Linked DNA regions of Rattus norvegicus: region 2 is linked to region 1. Evidence: chromatin contacts called from public Hi-C data. All regions are on one chromosome and are shown on one strand. The core of a region is the stretch at or near the end of the contact, and the rest is flanking DNA. Distances in the headings are between cores, read along the strand shown.

Region 1 (7,101 bases), core at 2,207-4,706:
AATCAGGCATTACTCACACAGGGATGATGCTGAGAAAGCATAATTTAAAAATAACCTCAGTCGGGAGTGGTAGTGCACATCTTTAGTCCCAGTAGTCCAGAGGTACAGGTAGGCAGATATCTGTAAATTCAAGGCCAGTCCACATAGTGAGTTTATGTGTGTGTTTGTGTTTTAACACAGGGTCTTATGTAGCCCTAATGGCCTGGAACTCACTATATAAGCCAAATTGGCCTTGAACACAGAGATTATTAGTGCACACCTTTAATCCCAGCCTGTCTCCAGAGTGCTGGGATTAAAGGTGTGCACTACCACATTCCCAGCCTCACTTAACAAAACTTGTTAACCTACAGTACACAAAGTTTGAACAAATTTGCTAAGTCTACATGGAGAAACTAGGTAAATACCTCATAGACACTAGATGAAGAAATATGAGAAAAATTCAACCCTTCATTATACAGAAAACAAAATACCAACCTCTCAGCTCCTCCTGCACCATGTCTGCCTGGATGCTGCCATGCTCCTGCCTTGATGATAATGGACTGAACCTCTGAACCTGTGAGCCAGCTGTCCTTGTAAGAGTTGCCTTTGTCATGGTGTCTGCTCACAGCAGTAAACCCTAACTTAAGACAGTAGTGATCAGCTTGCTTTCTCCACTCTTAGACTGTCCAGAATCCCCTGCCTAGGACATCCACAGTGAGCAGGTCTTCCCACCTCAGTTAATACAAGTCAATCTTCCACAGACATCAGTTTTTCCCACGTGGTTCTGTTTTGTCAAGTTGACAATTAGCATTAAACATCACAATATCTAAATCACAACAGCTGCTATACTTGACATTTTGTTGTTTGAGGCAAGGTTTCTCTGTGTATCCCTGGCTGTCCTAGAACTCACTCTGTAGACCAGGTTGGCCTTGAAATCCAAGATCTGCCTGCCTCTGCCTCTCAAGCGCTGGGATTAAAGGCATGAGCCACTACTGCCTGGCAACATTTTGAATCTTTTCATTAATGTTAACTCTGAACTATGAATTTCATATAAGAAAGAATAATCAGCAATAATATTGTGACTGTACAGGCCACAAGTCAACAATGAAATAGTCTTGGAAATGAAGCAGGATTCTGGATATCTGATGAATGGTCAGAGGCTGAGCTGTTAATATGTTCTGAAGAGAATGGTCACAAAATTGTCTCTGCAGAATATAAATGCAAAGAAAAAATGTCTTAAAGGCAGGCAAGAGGGCTCAACAGATAAAGGCACTTTCTGCCAAGTCTGATGACCCAAATAAATCTGGAAAGGAGAACCTACTCCCCAAAAGCCATCCTCTGTTCATACACAGACACACAACAACAAATAAAACAAATAATAAAAGGTTTTAAAAATTTTCCAAAGTGAGTGTGTTGGCTTATATTTATAATTCCAGCACTCAGGAAGCTGAAACAGGATTATTATTGCATGTTCCTACAATGTAAAATGCTATCCCCAAAAAAGTTTTTTTAAAAAATGGAGCTGGAGAGATGGCTTAGCCTTTAAGAGCACTGGCTGTTCTTTCAAAGGACCTGGGTTCTTTTCCCAGCACCCACATGGTGTCTCACAACTGTCTATATCTACACTTGCAGGGAACCCAACCCTCTTTTGGCTTCCTTCATACCACACACACACAAGGTATACATAAATACAGGCAAAACACTCATACACATAACATTTATAAAAAAAAAAAAGCCAAGGCCAAGGAAATACCTTGGTAGGTAAATGCACAAAACCTATAAGCCTAATGATCTAAGTTCAATGCCTAGAACCCCATTAAAGGTCACATGTGGTATCACACATCTGTAACCCCAGCACTCCTAGGGAGAAGTGGGGGAGGGGGTTACAGAAATATCCTGGAATATGCAGTGCAGCAGCCTAAACAAGCTGCGTGCTCATGAATCTCATGAATGAGATATTCTCTCTCTCTCTCTCTCTCTCTCTCTCTCTCTCCCCCCCCCCCTCTCTCTCTCTCTCTCACACACACACACACACACACACACACACACACACACACACACAATGCTAAGTGGAAAAAAAAAACCCTCAAAGTCAAATAACTGATTTCATTTTCCAAAGCACAGATAAAATGTGACGATAGTTGGAGGTCACTAAATAACACTGGCATATAACAACAGAATGGTCTGTTTTAAGCAAATATATTTAGGGGTCTGATAAGAGGTATTTTTAGGCCAGACTACAATGTGGGGAAGAGGTGTAGCAACCAAGTTACAATTTTACCTTTCTAAACATAGAGTTCCAGGATAGTCACATCTAACTTTGTCTCCAAACAAATAACCCCACACACAAAAATTAAAATAATAAAAGCAGTAAACAATGAATTAATGTCAGTATGCTAGTGGTCAGCTCGCCTTCTCTACTCTTACTACTGTCCAGAATTCCCAGCCTAGAGAATACTGTCATCCACAGTAAGCAAGCAGGGCTTCCTGCTCCGATTGTGGGGCTGCCAACGCTGAATTTTCTAGCTTTTTTGTATATGAGATTAGGGTGTCCTCTCTTCCACCTGCTCCCAAATTGTTTGAATAGAACAAGACACAAAAGATAATCGATTCTATTCGTAGTGAGTTAAAGCCAACTGAACTTTCCTTTAAAAAAAAAAAAAACTACTATGCGTAAGGCATTGCGGAAAGGCTTGTCTTATCTCAGAGGTCAAAATTAAATGAGGAAAAGAAGAATGAGGTTTCCGGAAGTTCACAAAAACAACCCAAAGTCGAATTCAGGCTAGCTCTGAAGAGCATGTTTCAAAGGCAAGGGGCCTTTGGGGATTCAGAAAGGCCTCAAGAATGGTGGCGTTCGAGGTAACTGCTGGAGAAACCGCAGACGGGGAGACGAAATAGGAGAGTGCGTGAACCCTCGAAGAATCCGAGAAGCCAAGCTCTAGTTACCCGGCAAATACCGGTCTCGACACACGCTACTCTGAGACAAGCGCACCCTTTCCCTCGCAGGCGCAGGGCTTGGGCTCAAGCCAAAGCCACCGTGTCTCACCTCAGGGCCTTCCCGGCTCCTCCTCAGTCAGTTTCTCGGAGGACGGAAGAATTAGTGCCGTCAGGAGAAAGCCCTAAGCCGGGCTAGCAGAGCGTCCCGTCAACCCGCCTAAGGAGTCCGCCAGGCCACATCTCTATGGCAACGCCACCAAGCGCCAGTTCGAACGCGCGCGCTGTCGCCCGCCCGCCTGCGGTCCCGCAGAACCCGCCAATGGTCATTCACAGGGCCTATCACCCTCTCCTCTAAAGGGCCAATCAGAGATCAGAAGAGACAGGGGCGGTCCAATGGTTCCGCTTGGGGAAGATCTCGCGACGTTCCCAGTCAGAAAACCGCGCCTCAGAGGCGGGTGGCAGCGCCTGATGCCCAATCCCGTGGCTCGCCTGAAGTGCAGCCGGGCTCTTCTGATTGGCTGGCGCGCTTTGTCTCCTTTCGAGAACCGCCTCCTGCCTCCTGCCTTCGTGCTGCGGGTGAGTGCAGTGGGGCTGGGGGCGTGGGGAATGTCGTGTGCTCTTGATCTGTTGCTGCGGGAACGGAGCTGGCATTGAGGCGGGTGTAGGCAGGCCAGGCAGGCCCTATCCACTCGCAGGACCTCGGTTTATCTCTCTGCACCTGAGAGAACAAGGTTTAGTGGTGATGGCGTGCGTCGGAAGAATTCCAGAGGCAGAGAGGTCCAGCTTTGGGACTTAGCGGGCCAATCATACCTTCTCCCTAGGCCTCTGTACTGCTTCGTAGTTATCGATTAAACCCTACCTGCATTCCAAGAGATCTTACGTTTTGTAAAAAACAAAACAAAACAAAACAAAAAAAACAAAAAAACTTTCCTTGTTTGTTTGTGTGTGTATGTGTGTGTCTGTCTGTCTGCGTCAGTTATGCGTCCCACGTTCATGCAGAAGCCAGAAGGCGTCGGATCCCAGAAATTCGAGTTAAACGCGGTTGTGAGCCACCTGCTTTAGGTTCCTGGGAACCGAACCCCAGTCCTTTGGAAGAGTGGCAGGTGCTCTAAAGGGGGGAAAAAAGGCCAAACAGCTTAAATCGAGAACCGTCAAGTTGCCAACGCAAAATGCATCATATCCAGTGGCGATTAAGCTTAGAAATTGGACATGCCTGCGTTTGATTAACTACCCCAAAATATTTCTGAACCATAGCTCATTTTCGCTTTTCTGAAAAATGATAGTAATGCGTCAACAGGTTGTAAAGAAGACAAAGTGAAAAGAATGCTTGGCAGGTCCTAGCTTCTCAGGTAAAAAGGTACCACCAGCATGGTGGGAGCAAGTACACTAGCCAGGATGTGTGCAGCTTCGTGTGTGCTTTAACATAGTGCTCATTTTAGCTCAAAAATTAACCATTCGGGGGCTGGAGAGATGGTTCAGTGGTTATGAGCCCTTGCTTCTCTTCCAGAGAACTTTGAGTTCATTTCCCAGCACCCATGTCAAGTGGCTCACAATTGCTTCTGACTCCTGCTCCAGGTGATCCCTGGCTCTCCTCAGGCACCCACATACACACAACTGGCAGACACACAGACATAAACAAAAATAAATCACTAATCAGAGAATAAAGATAATTCTTACTAAGAAATAAATTCAGAATTCAAAAGAGTAGAAAATAGACAATATAGTAAAAGGAATTAATCTTGTTGATCTTTAAAAATTACTAATAATTATCGTGAGCGCTGTTTATCAGCTGTTTCACAGAAAATATAAAAATGATAGACATTTCTTGATTTGCTGCGTGTGGCAGCGCATGCCTTTAGTCTCAGCATTCGGGAGCAGAGGCAGGAGGATCTCTTGTGAGTTTTAGGACTGCGTGGTCTAAAACGTAAGTTCCAGGATATACAGGACTGTTACACAGAGGGGGCAAAATTCTTAATTTTAACTATTAATAAGAGTTGAGGGCTGGAGAGATAGCTCGGTGGTTAAGAGCACTGACTGCTCTTCCAGAGGTCCTGAGTTCAATTCCCAGCAACCACATGGTGGCTCACAACCATCTGTAATGAGATCTGATGCCCTCTTCTGGCATGTAGGTATATATGCATCAGAGCACTCATACATTAATATATATATATATGAAATAAAATATATATATGAAAAAAAAGAGTTGAGTGCCTGTAAAATGCAGATAAGCATTCAGTTGGCTTATTATAAGATAAGAGTGACTGACGTATATTCTGTATCTCTGTATATACACACTTTATTTTAAACTCTCAACAATGAGAAATAGATGTTAAAGTCACTTTGCAAGCAATGATGTGTCTTTCAGGTAACAACCTGAATTTAGTAGCCAAGTTTCTTTCACAGCAGTGTCAACTATGGTTTCCTATGGTTGTGAACTGGAAGAGGGTGAAAATATTTGGAATACCAGATTGAAAAGGGGTGGTTAGAAAGGCAAATGTACCCACATTCAATGAAAATGGCTTGTCTTAGTGAAGGTCTCTACTGCTGTGATGAGACAGTGACCGAGAGCAACTTGAGGAAGAAAGGGTTTATTTGGCTTACTCATCCTATCTCTGTTTATCATCAAAAGAAGTCATGGGTTGGGGATTTAGCTCAGCGGTAGAGCGCTTGCCTAGCGAGCACAAGGCCCTGGGTTCGGTCCCCAGCTCCGAAAAAAAGAAAAAAGAAAAAGAAGTCAGGACAGGAGGGACGTGGAGAAAGGTGCAGATGCAGGGATCTTCATGAAGGAGGGCTGCTGACTGGCTTGCTCCTTGTGGCTTGCTCGGCCTACCTTCTTACAGAACCCAGGACCACCAGGCCAGGGATGGCCCCGCCCACAGTGGGCTGGGCCCTTCCACATCAACCACTAAGAAAGTGTCCTATAGGTTTGCCCACAGCCCAATCTCAGAAACATTTTCTAAACTGAGGCTCCCTCCTCTCCAGTGAGTCTAGCTTGTGTCAGGTTGACATAGAACTAGTTAGCACATGGGTTGTTGGAATATCTATGATAAAGACAAATCTTTTTCTAATATAAAATATTCAATTTAGGGATAGAAGAATGAGATGTCGCTAAACTTCAGACCCAGTTTTCGTTTATCTTGTGGGTAGTCTATAGCCCTTCAAATTCAACTCACTTCAAAAAGAAATGGCTAGCTTCTTCTTCCATCCAGTTACCCAAACCAGACGCCTCTACAATTATCTGTAACCTGGTACCCCGCCCCAATGCATATATATGTTTAAGAAGGAAATAAGCATGTAACATGCCTTTTCGCCTAGTCTTCTCTTCCAATTCGTTCTTCTCGTTACTTACTGCAAAAATGCTTTCGTAAAATGTCAGTCTGACCAAAATACCCTCTGCCTAAAACCAGTAGTCCTCACTGTCTACAGGCTGTGTATTAAACCAGGCACGGTGGCCTGCCTTTAATCCCAGCACTTCAGGGGCAGATGAATCACTGAGTTTGAAGCCAGCCTGATTTGCACAGAGTTCTGGATCAGCAAGGGCAACATAGTGAGACCCTGTCTAGAAAGCAATATAAACTAAGCTGCTTACCAGTGGGATGCTATTTTGTGTGAGAGCTTTGCACATTCCTTCCTTGGTCTAGAGGGCCTCCTTGCCTCGTCTTCATAAGACCTGGTAAATTCAGCCATCATTCAAAATCTTTGTAATGTCGCTCCAGATGTGGCTCCATCCAGTCATAAAATGTATGCTGCACAAGGATGAGGATCTGAGAGACCACAGCACCCAGGTGAAAAACACACAAGTGCATGCACGCATGCACATCCCTATTTATGGGGTACCCCTTTGACCTAAAGATCCTCCTTTCCTGTCTGTCTCAGACACCTTTATGATAAATGAAACACTTTGTAACACCTTTATGATGAATGAAACACTTTGTAACATCTGCTTGGACACCTTTTGCTTTCACTGGGCTGTGAAGCTCTAGAGAGGGAGATGATTTCAGTGTTCAATTTCACATTTGCCCTTCAATCCTGCCATACAGGACTTACTCAGCAGACAGCAGATGAGTGAAGGGAATCCGTAGGCTCCAGCATTAGACTCACTTATGTTTGTTTTCCATAGCTGAACAGCAGGTGGCACTGAAAGGCCACAGAACAATTTTTTCCCTGAGCAGTATTTTTGTCCCA
Region 2 (6,776 bases), core at 1,758-4,257, 87 kb after region 1:
ACACCCATTCTCCCTCTCAGTTATCTTTATTAGGATCTTACTCAGCACATGCTTGCTCCCCGGGACACTGCTGAACAGGTCATTTAAACAGCTGGTCCTTCTTTTCTCTAAACAAGATGCTATGTTACAGCCCGGGGGTGGCCAAGGGTCCATGGAAACCATATGGGGCAGCAGGCCCTCGAAATGCATGACCCTAGAACAGCAGCAGCCCAGGTGGGGGTCCATCCCCCGTGTCGCATCCTTCCACAGCTGGGCTCCACAGCCAGCTCTGCCAAGTACTCATTACACAGCTGAAATTAACCAGAAGCCGGTGGCAACTCTGGGACATGCCAAGAGGGGGCAGTGTGGTACTACGGTTAAGAGAATGAGTTCCAAGGCCACACACCTGGGTTTGATATGGCTCTGCCACTTAGCTGTGACCTTGGGTCTCAGCTCCCCCTCTGTAGATTAAGCAGATACCCCCTTCACAGAGTTGCAAAGGTTAAGTGAAATGCTGTGTGTCTGGTAAATGTTCACTAATAGCAGGGCACATGTTAAATATGACAGAATGACAGGTGACTAAATAAGAGATCAGAAACTGAAATTTTCATTCATGCATTCATTCATTCATTCATTCATTCATTCATTCAACAGGTAGTCAGTGAAAGTCTACTATATGACAGGTACTTTCAGGGGTTTAATGTGATACCAGAAGTGGTCTCTGCCTTCATGGAACCTGGACTTTATAAGTCCTTATGGCAACAGAACACTTATCCATATATTTCCTAATTACATCTGTGAGAAGCACAAGGAGAGAAGATCCCTGAGGCAAGCTTAGAAGACAAGTTGGAGTTAACCCAAACAAGGTAGAAGGTACAGAACAAAGCATTCCAGGAGAAAATTATGGGTACAATCCCTGAGCAAAAGGAAGCAGAACTTGGGGAAGCAGAGGGAGGCGGGGTGCAGCCAGGGTGGAAGCGACAGGGCTTGAGGTGAGCTGGAAGGGAAGGCTGCAGGCGACTATCCGACTATCCGAGGCCTTGCAGGTCGTTCGAGGATTTGAGCAGTTTCCTTTTCTTTTCTCTTCAGACAGGAGCTCATGCATCCCAGGCTGGCCTAGACTTACTGCGTGTCTGCAGATGCCCTGGCCGTCTGGTCCCCTCCCCCTCTGTCTCCAAGTGCTGAGATTACAGGGCTCTCTTCCATACCCTGCTCAGGACTCCCATGTTTACAGGCAGGAGAAGTTGCTTAAGTGTAAGGGATAAGGGACTTCCGTTACTTAGCAACCCAATTTCCTTTGTGCCTCTGCTTTTTTAGGGAGTTTGAGAAGTTCAGATAGGGTTTTTCTATGGGTCCCAGGTTCACCTTGAACCACTCACTATGCAGCCTGGGCTGACTCGTGCTTCAGCCTCTTGAGTACTGGGGATTACAAGTGTGCACTACCACATCTGGTTTCTGTTGACTGTTTTATTATTTTGTGACAGAAGGTCTCACTGCATGGATTAGACTGCTCTCAAATTCACAATCCTACTTCAGCCTCCCAAGTGTTGGGATCACAGATGTGTATTACTATACATCACTGATAATCTCTCTTCATGGGATGAAAGAGATTGGGTTTCACATAATTCTTGCTGGGGCCATCCAGGAGAGGGGAGTAAAAAAGTACTATGTGGCAGGTCTGCTTTTGGAGCAGAATGTGGCCCTTCAGGTTCTTTCTCACTGTTCAAGGAAGAGTCAGGCAGATGGAGGAACCAGGGTGGACATCCAAGGTTCCTCTTATCAGAAATCCTACAGTTGACCCTGTGAATTTGTGAATTATGTATATACTTATTCAACTTCAGTTGGAAATATTAGGCAGAAAATGTCTGGACTAAACATGTATGGACTTTTTAAAATCATTATTCCTGGGGTTGAGGATTTAGCTCAGTGGTAGAGCGCTTGCCTAGGAAGCACAAGGCCCTGGGTTCGGTCCCCAGCTCCGAAAAAAAAAAAAAAAGAACCAAAAAAAAAATCATTACCTTAAGCAATATAGTACAATAACCATTTATACCCAGCATGGTGGCACATGCCTTTAATCCCATCACTTAGGGAGAAGCAGGTAGATCTCTTTGAGTTTCAGGTCAGCAGGGTTACATAGTAAGATAGTGTCTCAAAACCAAACCAAATCAAACCAACCAAACAAAATAACTGTTTACATGGTACACACATTGTATTAGTCATGGCAAGGAATCTTGGGAGGGTTTCAAGTATTAAGAAGTGTGTGTACACTGTATGCCACTCTAAGTTTCTTTCAATTTTGTTCTTCTTTGAAACAGGGTCTGCCTATGTTGTCCAGGTCAGCACTGAACTCATGTACTCAAGCAATCCTCTTGCCTCAGCCCTGAATTGTGGAGACTCTAGGCACATGCCACCATGCTTGGCTACCAAATAACTAAGGGGCTTGAATGACCATGGTTTTAGGTGTTGGCAGAGGGACTGGTCCTAGAGCCAATTCCCCACAGATGCTGAGAAACCATCACACTGGGCAATGGACACCAAAATACAGTACCTGCTATTTCCTGCCTCTGATAGCTAATCCCTGACCAGCCTGCACCTTTCAGGCTTCCTGCTACATCAAAAGCTCGATGTCATTGGACATAGTGACCAGAAGACTACGCTGGGTGTTACAGGTACAAGATTTACATAGGCAGGGTTGGGGTCTGGGTGGATTTTAGTCTGTAAGCAGCAGCTCCAGACTCTGGGCTTTCTGGTCATTTGGCCACTGAGAAAATGATGCCTGCATTTTACTTGTCTAGAGCACATGTACACAGAGCACAAGATCTACAGTCTCTCCTCGAAACAGAAGAATCAAAGAGGAGCGGTGATCAGGGGAGGTGTAGGAATGCCAAAGTACCAGAGGATGGTAACTGTTCTGCTCCCAAAGGCAGTTAAACTTGGTAGGAGAGAGAAGAGGACATGACAGCTGGGGTTGCCCTTCCCATGCCTCCCTCAACCTCTCCCAGCCAGTAAACAGGAAGCCAGGCTTGGGTGCCTGCCAGAACCCCGACTTGGGCAGGAAGCTGAGGAAACAAATGTGGAAGACTATCCTCAGTACAGAAGAAGGCTCCTGAGAAAGTCCTAGGCAGGAGAAGAAAACCCAGCTCCTGTGCAGAACTTTCTCAGGAAAGCAGCAGCCTGAGCTGCTTGCACACCTCAGGCATGGCCTGTGGGTCAGGCATGGCCCTAGCAGGATTCACAGAGATGTCTCGGTGAGAAGAGAACCAAGTCGGGAGCCTCCCCTCAGGGAAGCCTAGATCACCCAGGAAGCAGAATGGAGTCCATGAGGTCTGAAGACCTGTTAGAGCCATCTTGGGTTGATGCAGAAGGAAATGATGGTGTGGCATAAGGATGGTGTGGGGAAAGTAGATGCCAAGGAGAGACGGCCTGCAACCAGGGCTATTGATGGGCACCAGGAAGCTCCTAATGAAATAATGGCCCGAGGTAATGACCAGCAGGGATGCTGAGGACATTAGGTAAATGTTGAGGAACCTCTGTAATGGGCTGTAATCAGGATAACTACCCCATCAATCAGTCTGCACACCACAGGCCAGCTGTGTGCTGAGGATGATGTACTCAACTATACCTCAGAGGGACCTGGGCTCATGCACAGCACATCTACTAAGCAGTCTTCAGGCATGGACTCTGACTACTGGTTTACAGAAATGTGGGAGAGAAGAATAGGACTAAAAACAGCACAGGGATGCCACTCACAAACCAGAATGTGGGAAACATAACAAAAGACCCTCAAAGAGGTAACTGCAAGAAAAGAAAAGGTAGGAGGGACTACAGATTAAGTAAGTGCCAACAAGGACCACATAAAACCCACGTGGCACAAGCTTGACGCCTGGTTTGGAGCCCTGGAACCTAAGTAAAGACGGAAGGACAGAACTGACCCTACAAAGTTATTCTCTGATCTCAATGTCAAGGGCACGCATACACACACACACACACACACACACACACACACACACACACACACACACACACACATCCCAGATAAAATCTGAAAAAGGAAGGCCAACCAAGTACAATGTATGGACTAACAGCAAGCAAGCTAAGTGAGAGTTTTATGATGTTAAGAGATGTGAAAACATCACAATCTGTTAAAGATAACATTAAAAAGACAGACCCAAGACGATGGTAAACATGAATTAGAATTATCTGTCAGCAAGGGGAATGGATGAATGATGTCAAAGTTGTTTGTGAATATGTAAGGGTTCATTTTACTTCCTAGTAAACATATGCTTGAAAGGTACTGTGACAAAATGTTGGACAGAACTCAAAGCCAGGATAGGCTGCCTCCTTTTCTAGCACACAGACATGGGGAGGGTCTTTTTAAATGCTGTCTGACCACTGACCTTTGTAAAGTGAACTAGCAGCACAACAAGCCCTGCCCTCTATAAACAGTGAGCTCTCCAAGAAGGTCCCATTGTGACAACAGGAATCACTAACATGGGATAGGGGAAAGGACAGGGTCTCTGAGACCCTTCATAGCTCTCTGTGTAACTGCCCTCTCATGGGATCATCCTCTGAGAGGAGAGCTCGTTTGTCTCTAAGCAGCCTTACCACAGCCCCATCACTGAGGTGGGGGCCCTTCTCATTTGATGAAGAGAAGAAACATGTCCCTGCCATCTGCCATCACACAATTCCTCTTCCTCCTCCTCCTCTGCCTACTCTCCCTAACCACTAGCCACACACCATGACTCCTGCTTAGACTTTCTGAAACAAAGCCAGGCCTGGGAGCTGAAAGGCCAGCCAAGAACAGAGAAGGTTCTCTGGAAGCTAGGATCTTCAGGGAACTGTTCTGGGGGTCCTCCTCCTTCAGTGAAGACTCCCCTCATCAACTGTGCAATCTGCATGCTAACAGCTGCTGACTTTCCCACCTAGAGGTAGGCTGCCCAGACAGAATCCCTGTCATAGTTAGCTTCTGTGCTAAGAACATGAACCTGACATGCTAAAGCTGAAAGGCTGTCCAGAATGATATCCCCCCTACCTCCTCCCTCTGAGACCTTGGGTACTTTTCCCATCTCTAGGAGGATGTATGCAAGCCACACAATGCTGGGGGACTCATCAACAGAGTCTGTCTTTGCTTATTAAATATTAAATATCACTATACTATTAATAGCTCTCCCAGTCAGTCCCACAACAGAGCTGCCAATGTGGTTAAAGGTTTTGCCACCAATGGGAGCAGGGCTCCACTGGTCCTCCCATGTGCCCATTTCTGAAAACTTACCGGGTGTTGCAAAGGGAGAGGATGGAGAAAGGCCAGTTTGGAAGGGCCTCAGTGGGGAGTCCCTGACTAGCCAAAGAGCAAGAAACAGTGGCTGTCAGAGCCCCAGGGCCTCTCATCCTGTGGTTTCTCGAAAGCACCCCGCCCCACTGCTCTCATTCATACCACCCTTTCTTGGGTTTCTACCACACGTCCCAGCTTATCGCTGTGATTTTGGTTGTGTGCTTGATTTGTTTAGGATCTGTTTCTCCCACTGGCTTGCCATGTTTGCATTCTTGATTATTCTATTCCCTACTTCTGGTGTAGTGTCTTACATACAGCAGATGTTCAAAATGTTTCTTTGAATAATGAATGAATTCTTCAATCCATGTATCCCCCTGAAACTCCCACAATTCTTCAATATGTATGTTTCTGCTCCCTGGCTCCCACCTACTCATTCCTCAGAATCCCCCAACTCCTGTCTACTCTTACTCATCCTCAAATGAGCCAGCTGTCTTCTGTGACTCCATTTCATAAGACCGAATCTCTTCTTTTCCGAACAGTCAGGGCCTGGGTTAGTAGGTGCTTCCTACCAGGGAGATAGAGGAGAAGCTGAAGGACAAGGCTCACGGGACAGCTTACTGAAGTGGACACCCTGACCCAAGAATGTTATATACCAAGTTAGATACCAGACTGGAGAGAGGTTAGAGCCTTGAGACTGGTCAACAGTTCATAACAATAGCCAGGGAAGGCTCTTTGGAGAAGCAGAGTTGTCCTGGTTTTAAAGAATGGATAAGAGTGTGCTGACTGAGTGGTCAGAGACGGGAGAGAATTCTTCACAGGAGAATAATCTCCAGGCACCAATAGGGGACAGGGGGTAGAAGGGGTGGCTGGTCTGCAGGAAAGCTGGCATGGATGGTACAATGAACAGCTTTGAGGGATGAAGTTGGTCTCAAGAGACCCATGAAGCCTGATGTAGAAAACTGAACTAGGTCTAAGGTTGTAAAGGGAATACCCTGGGCCGGAGAGCAGGACATTAGTTCTGCCCTGGCTAATGTCCCTGGGTAACAGTCAAGCTAATTCTGTCTTCAGACTCTGCATACAGGTATACAAATGAGCAACAAGAACTCTCCCAAAGTACTTCGCAAGGTGGGTCAAGTGCTTGGGAAATCTATTTCTTCTCTCTTAAAAAGGAATCTAGATAGGCTTAAGACTTTATACACCTTCACACTTTACACAAAAGTCATATACAAGAGTGAAAGATGGCATGCTTACATCTTGTCAGAAGAAAGGAAGAAAGGCCAAGAACAGATGGTGTCTGGAGGACCAGCCTAGAAATAGAGAGATGGGCAAAAGCTCATCACAGAAAGCAAGTGCTGCTCATAGTGTGGACCATGACTGCTTCAGTCAGCCACGATTCTGCTCCAGCACAATTCCTGGTGCCTATTTTAGGAAGAGCATGGCATTTTCTGAAGAGCAGTGTATTTCCAGGTGTCTGGGCTTCTGGGCAGCTTTAGAGCTGCTACCTCAGGGAGGAGAGTAGTAGGTA

What was found. A called contact is a pair of places that touch in the nucleus more often than the background predicts.
Region 2: a contact with region 1 is called in a Hi-C map of Schwann cells, with 9 times the contacts expected there. The contact joins the enhancer-like site here to the promoter of Nudt2 in region 1. A contact is called at or near these places in 4 of 12 Hi-C or Micro-C datasets (the A7r5 cell line, Schwann cells, frontal cortex and 1 more).

The regions. Positions count from the first base shown.
Region 1 is chr5:61,420,720-61,427,820 of GRCr8, forward strand. Nudt2 (nudix hydrolase 2) reads left to right here and starts at 3,457. Exons shown (of 3, transcript NM_207596.2): 1 at 3,457-3,492. Kif24 (kinesin family member 24) reads right to left here and starts at 3,163. Exons shown (of 12, transcript XM_039111402.2): 1 at 3,026-3,163.
Region 2 is chr5:61,507,749-61,514,524 of GRCr8, forward strand. All of the region lies in intron 1 of Fam219a (family with sequence similarity 219, member A), which reads right to left. Among named protein-coding and RNA genes, the nearest start is that of Fam219a, 15 kb to the right of the region's middle. Within about 2 kb of position 3,008, at least 21 of the 93 cell types and tissues checked have an H3K27ac peak or open chromatin away from gene starts, as enhancers often do.